2 separate regions of the Mus musculus genome follow, and region 1 is linked to region 2. Evidence: chromatin contacts called from public Hi-C data. All regions are on one chromosome and are shown on one strand. Each heading gives the region's core, a stretch centred on a gene start, on an enhancer-like site or on the middle of the called end of the contact. The rest is flanking DNA. Distances are from core to core; before and after follow the strand shown. Region 1 overlaps Kcnip4 (Kv channel interacting protein 4). Region 2 overlaps Kcnip4 (Kv channel interacting protein 4).

Region 1 (3,015 bases), core at 394-2,893, 85 kb before region 2:
CAGCCACATCCCTAGCTGGTGGATTTGCTCATTGTGAGGTGGTTTGTCTTAGGAGGATTGTGACCTAATCACTGATTAGTAATCTGCTGAGTGCATGACTTAATGGCATTACGGCGGAGGTTATGGAGATATAGTGGCTGTCTTCAGGAAGGAGGACATGAGAGGCATGCCCTCCTTGGAGGCTTCTCCTTTCCTGGTCCCATTCTTCTCATAATCCCTACTCCTTGGCTTCTGAGTATCTTCCTTTGTCACGTGCTTCTACACGTTGCCATAGGCCCTTAAACATAGAGCCAGTAGACAATTAACGGACGTCTCTTAATCCAGAACCCAAAGGGAACATTTTCTCATTGAAGTCAAGTCCTTAGGCGTATACCAGGAAGATGAAATCCACACACATATACCCAGGCTCGTCACAGGTAAGGCAATGGGGCATCTTACTAATGACACAAGAATCATACGCATTTGGAGCAAGAAGGTACAAAAGCGCATCCAACCTCTATGTTGTAGGTTCAGATAAACAATTGACTTATCCAGAGTCCTCTGTGAATCTTTGAAAGTATTTGAATAAAGGAAGGACAAGACTAAATTTAGAAAACATTAGCATTCTTACTATGGATCCACAATAAATCGTTAAAGCATTCTGAACCTTGTTTATATTCATATACAGATCTTATCTGTATCATCATAGCATGTTATCATTATAACACCAGTTTTTAGAGAGTTCTGAGCCCTGACCATGATTTTGAAATGAAAGATACACCCTCAACTTGTTAGATAGCAAGTCCACACTAAAGCTTAGTGTTATAGCTCAGATTTTTTAACCAGCCCACAAGTGTCCCATCTTTTGTACAGTTGTTGCTGGCAAAATACTAAGCATCACAAAAAAAAAAAAAAAAAAAAAAAAAAAAAAAAGTTGCCAAGAAACATAATGTGAATTTGCTGAGTTTGTGGATGTGTGTTTGTACTTATCTTAGAATCAGTTCTGCCATATTTTAAAGGTTAGTAACCATCTTGTCTATCCATTATCATATACAATGCAATCAAAGATACAAGGAAGTGGTCTAGCTGATATGCTGCTCAGTGCCAGAACTGGTATCAAAGTGGAGTCATTAGAAGCTGGAGTGTTTAGTTGCGGTGTTTCTTACTGCCTTATTCTAACATTTGACACAATGCAGAGACCTTTCTTCTAAATCAGTGATGAGTGAAAGTATGGACTAAAGTATCCTAGTGTCATAAAATCAGGATAGTACATTTCAAATTGAGTTCCAAACTTGACTTCATATAGTACACAATTAAAGATATGTGACTTTATAGTTCAGCCAATTTGTAGTTATGAATAACCTATCCGCAGAAAGTCTCTAATGAATAAATGAAAGAATGTCAACAATTTTGCAGCAGTGATATAAGCTAATGATGGGATTCTGGATTTAAACAAATTACAAGGGGAAATGATAAAACGATGAGAAGCCAGGCACACCTGACTGAGTACGCAAATGATACATCTGTCCTTGCTGTTTCCAGCATCTTGAACGCCACTGGTTCACTGAAGGTGAAATTAGTACAGGCTTCTAAACATCACTTGACTGAAAACAGAAGATTAACTCCTTCCCACTCCTGTGAAGGTTTAAAGAGACCCAAAGGGAATCAGTCAGATCATTGCCTCACAGACAGCAATTACAGAGCGAGCACTCTTTGTAAACGTAGTTCATTAGAATATTGCAAGAGCAAAATCTCAGACTAAAAGTTTAATGTGCACATAAGAATACAGCTTCAGTGTTGTGCATCCCTGCTATGATGAGTCAACAATAAAGCCAATACACAGCTTAATATTTTATAGAATTTACTCAAGAAAAAGTGGAAAGTCAGCAAAGAAATTCTGAAGCTGAAAAATCTTTGTAAGCCACAGGAATGACTTGCCTAGTTAATATATTTCAAATTCACAAATTTGCCAGTAATGGGGACTGTTCCTGTCAATGGCTTTCTAAGTCTGTTTGAGAAAAATTTCCACGATATGGATGTCCTTATCCTACTGTACCCAGAGGTGCTTAAGCATGCTAGAGCTGTAGGTAAAAGTTTAAACTCTGGTATAAGGTTTTTACAGAAGGTATTCACCCTCTTTAAAGATGTTTAAGCTCGGCAATGGAAAGCAGTGTGTGTCCAGTGGGTATGGATAGTCAGAGACCTTGAACCATGGCAGCCCTATAATCAGTTCCCTGCTCTGAGAACTTACACACTTTCAAAGGATATTAGTGGTGGCATTTCCTATGGCACCACATTCTTTCCTGGAAAACTTACACTTTGTATTGCAGAAGAGTGAGTCACAGAAAGACTGCTGGTAAAGGCAGCATAGCAGGACTTCTGAAATGCCATGTGTTGCATAGAAACACTGACAGAGTGTCCAACAGTGTATGAATTCAGAGACAGCAACAGTGATCTGAAGAGATCCCCAGGAATAAATGGGCTTTAGGGAAGAGACTAGAACCCTGGCTATTCTTCCTTTCCTGTATGTCTTAAGTCTGCCAAATTTAAATTTAGGTAAGGTCTGTTTGAATAATTAACTATGGTAATAAAGGATGAAGATAGATCTCATGAGAAGGGTTAAATTTAAACACCCAGCCTTGATGTTTTCTGTCTACTTCTCTTCCTTACAAACAAATGTTATTTGGGTACTGGTGGCACAGACCTTTAGTCCCAGCATTCAGAAGGCAGAGGCAGGCAGATCTCTGAGTTTGAAACTACAATAGTCTACAAATCAAGTTATAAGATAGACAAGACTATATAAAGATACCCTGTCTTTAAAAAAAAAAAAAAGGGATCATCATCATCATCATCTTGAAGTAAACAAATGAGAGATTTCTAAACTTTTTATTTTAACATAATAATAAGACCTTACTATAAATTGCACTTGCTGCTGTCCTCTGTCATCATGAACTACTCCACAATAGATTCTCTCCTTCTTTCAAAGGGCAAGAAAATTGATGTTTCAAATTAATCAAAAGCACTTACTTTCATGGT
Region 2 (2,973 bases), core at 107-2,606:
AGGCGATGCTCTTTGTCCTTCTCCACTCAAGCCACCTGATAGTGACTGAAAATTAGAAATTGATGTGATCTTGTGCACATTCATTTAGGATGTAGAGTTCTTCTTGGTGTTAATAACTTCTGAACAACAGTGAGAAATGAGGTGAGGATAGAGACTAGAAACAGCTGTCTACTAAAGTAAGAATTGTCTAATTCAAGTTTTGGGCTCACCTCCCTGTCCTCTGAGGACTCAACTTCCTACTGATCTTTTAATGCCCATCCCAGACTGTTGATGAACCTCAGACAAATGCAGCAGCCCAATTGCCTCACCCTGCAGTGGATCCAGGAGTCCCCGGGGTCACTTGCCTGCCATTATCAGCTACCTACTTTCTGAAGTTGTTCCTTCCTCCCTTGTTGCTTCCCCACCCACCACTGTACTGGTCACCAAACTACTGCCAGCTTTCTCTCTGAGATGTAAATTCAATTCTTTAAAGCTTGTGCTACAGCACTCTTTGGTGCATTTCCTTCTTCCAACAATAACTTAAAGAAGTAAATGGACACCTGTTACAGTAAATCTCCAACCCAAAGATGTCCAGGCAATGAAAACACAACTCAGTTAATAGGATTAAATGTTGTGCGCCTAGATAGGGCAGATCTACTGCTACACTACCATCTTCCACATCTATGAGACCCCTTAGAATTTGTGGTTTCTCCAGGCCATGTGCTTCTGCTCTGCTTTTCTTCTTCCTCCTCTGCATCCTCTCCCTCATCCATTTTCTCCCTCTTCCTCTCCACACCTTCTGCTCCACCTTCCCTTTTATCTGCCCAATCATCAGCTCTCCTTTATTTTACAAATTAAGGTGGGAAGCAGGTTTACAGGAAATCACCTGAGTGCTGACTCATTCCTTGGATGCAACTACTCACAGGAGAATGGAATTAACATCAAATATAATTAGCCCCAGAGGTATCCAAAACAGACACCAGCATCCTAGAACATATTGGGTTCTTGTTGTGATTGCTATGAAACAAATTCCTGGGATATTTTGATCCACAGTTTCCTTATTTAATCTTTACTCCACAATACTATCTTGGATTTATTTACAGAGTCCATATGAAACATGAAGAATACTCTAAGAGAGAACATTTTTCAAGTTACATGTCTCTTGGCACTGATTTTGGGAGGGTAGAAATAACATGAAAACAAAGATAATCCCCTCTTGATGGAATGAGTATTAAGAAGGAAGTAAAATCGTGCTTCTGCTCTTAAAAGTGGATGTAAGTTAGGAAAAGATATGATGTGGTTCAGGGCAAGCATCCCTGATGAAGTAATAACTGAGAGCCTGAAAAAGAACCTGGTTTATGGAAGAAAGGAGCATAGCACACTGGAGACTCAGAAAGCTCTGTTATCATCTGGAAAGTGTATTATTAGCACAGGATTAAATCATATAGTTCACACATAACACTTAGCACATGAAGCACCATCAGAATAAATAATTGACAAGTTGTAGCTCATCTAATAAGATCTAAAAAGTGATTATTTAATCACATAAAATATCTAAAATTTATTGATACAAAAACAAAACTTTCATAAATAGCAGAGTTGGGTTTCCAGATCTATGAAACCTATATTTCCAACATTTTTTTCAGGGAGATATGTCTTCATCACCTCTGGCGTCTACTGAACAGTCCCCTGTAAATTTGACTATATTTGATTTATTCATAGGTCTTCACGTTTAAAAGAAATCTTGGAAAGCAGTGAGTCTAGACTTCTGCTTCCAGATTGTAGACTGTACATCTTCAGTTCTGCCCTTGTTTCCCCTGAGATCCCATTTTAGTCCTTCCTATTGGCTAGGCAAAATGAGAAGATGGAACACCAAAGTGTGTGATAATATTGCTGATAAAATTAACTTCTTTTGACGACACCCCTAGACAGCAGGAAGCAGTTTAAAAGACACAGTGTCCCTATTTCCTGTTCACCATTGGGTTCTCCCTCCTCGCCCCCCCCCGCCCTTTTTTTTTCCTCTTGATGATAAGAAAAAAGGAGCTATGTTGGTATCAGGAACCAGCATGGCAGATTGTCTCTGAACCCAGTGACATCACACATAGGCCACAGAGACCCACACATCTGTTGCCATGGTACTGCCATACATTCCCAGCATCCACTTGACTCACTCCCACCTTTACCTGCTAGTGGCTATATCACAATCCAAATAAAGGCAGCCCCTCTGATCTTTCTCTCTCCTTCTCCTTGTCTTTGTCATCACCTCCCCCCTTCCCCCACCATAAACCCCATGTGGAACTGTAAAAAAGAAAAAGGAAAAAGAAAAAAATAATCAACTTCTTTACTCAAAGCACTAATGGTAGGAAGAGGGTGGATCAGGGAAACATACAAAGATGTTATACCTAAATTCTGTACATTTAGTTATCTTTAGAACCAGTACCAAATTCTCAGAGTCACATGATTTTTCATAACATTAATCTTAATCCCAAAACATGACCATGCTTGTGTATGAATGCATATTTATAAAATTAAGGAATATGATAGACCACATTACCTATGGTTTAGTATGAAAACTTTCTACCAGCATCACAAATATGAATAGAAATTGCTTTTCCTCCAACAACAAAATACTGGCAAAGCCTGTGGCTATGTTTCCTAGATAAATGAGTCATTTACTTTATCTCTAAAAAATAGCAAACATTTTCCTGCTTATTCAAATGATGTTATAATAACTAAAAGGGTATGTACTGATAATAGTCAGGAGCTCATACAAAAGAGGAAGCTTTAAATACATGATTATATGTATGTTTATGTTTATACATGTTTTTGTTTAAATTGGGATCAAAATCACATCCACTTACTAATGTCTCAATATTTCCATTCAGTAAAAATAGTTCATTTACTAAATTAATGTTTTGGTCCATAATTTGTATTGACTTGAGAAGACATAAAGAATAGATGAGACAGGATCACCATTGGACTAGACTATTCATA

The links. A called contact is a pair of places that touch in the nucleus more often than the background predicts.
Region 1: a Hi-C map of olfactory sensory neurons shows a contact between it and region 2, with 1.6 times the contacts expected there. The contact joins two enhancer-like sites. A contact is called at or near these places in 2 of 484 Hi-C or Micro-C datasets (nephron progenitors and olfactory sensory neurons), 1 of 115 datasets of contacts at active chromatin or transcription factors (embryonic stem cells) and 2 of 9 other capture datasets (adipose tissue and pancreatic islet).

The regions. Positions count from the first base shown.
Region 1 is chr5:48,587,564-48,590,578 of GRCm38.p6, reverse strand. All of the region lies in intron 1 of Kcnip4 (Kv channel interacting protein 4), which reads left to right. Among named protein-coding and RNA genes, the nearest start is that of Gm52772, 160 kb to the right of the region's middle. Within about 2 kb of position 1,643, at least 2 of the 459 cell types and tissues checked have an H3K27ac peak or open chromatin away from gene starts, as enhancers often do. A contact at or near this core is called in olfactory sensory neurons, where this site is marked.
Region 2 is chr5:48,502,309-48,505,281 of GRCm38.p6, reverse strand. All of the region lies in intron 2 of Kcnip4 (Kv channel interacting protein 4), which reads left to right. Among named protein-coding and RNA genes, the nearest start is that of Gm52772, 74 kb to the right of the region's middle. Within about 2 kb of position 1,356, at least 4 of the 459 cell types and tissues checked have an H3K27ac peak or open chromatin away from gene starts, as enhancers often do. A contact at or near this core is called in olfactory sensory neurons, where this site is marked.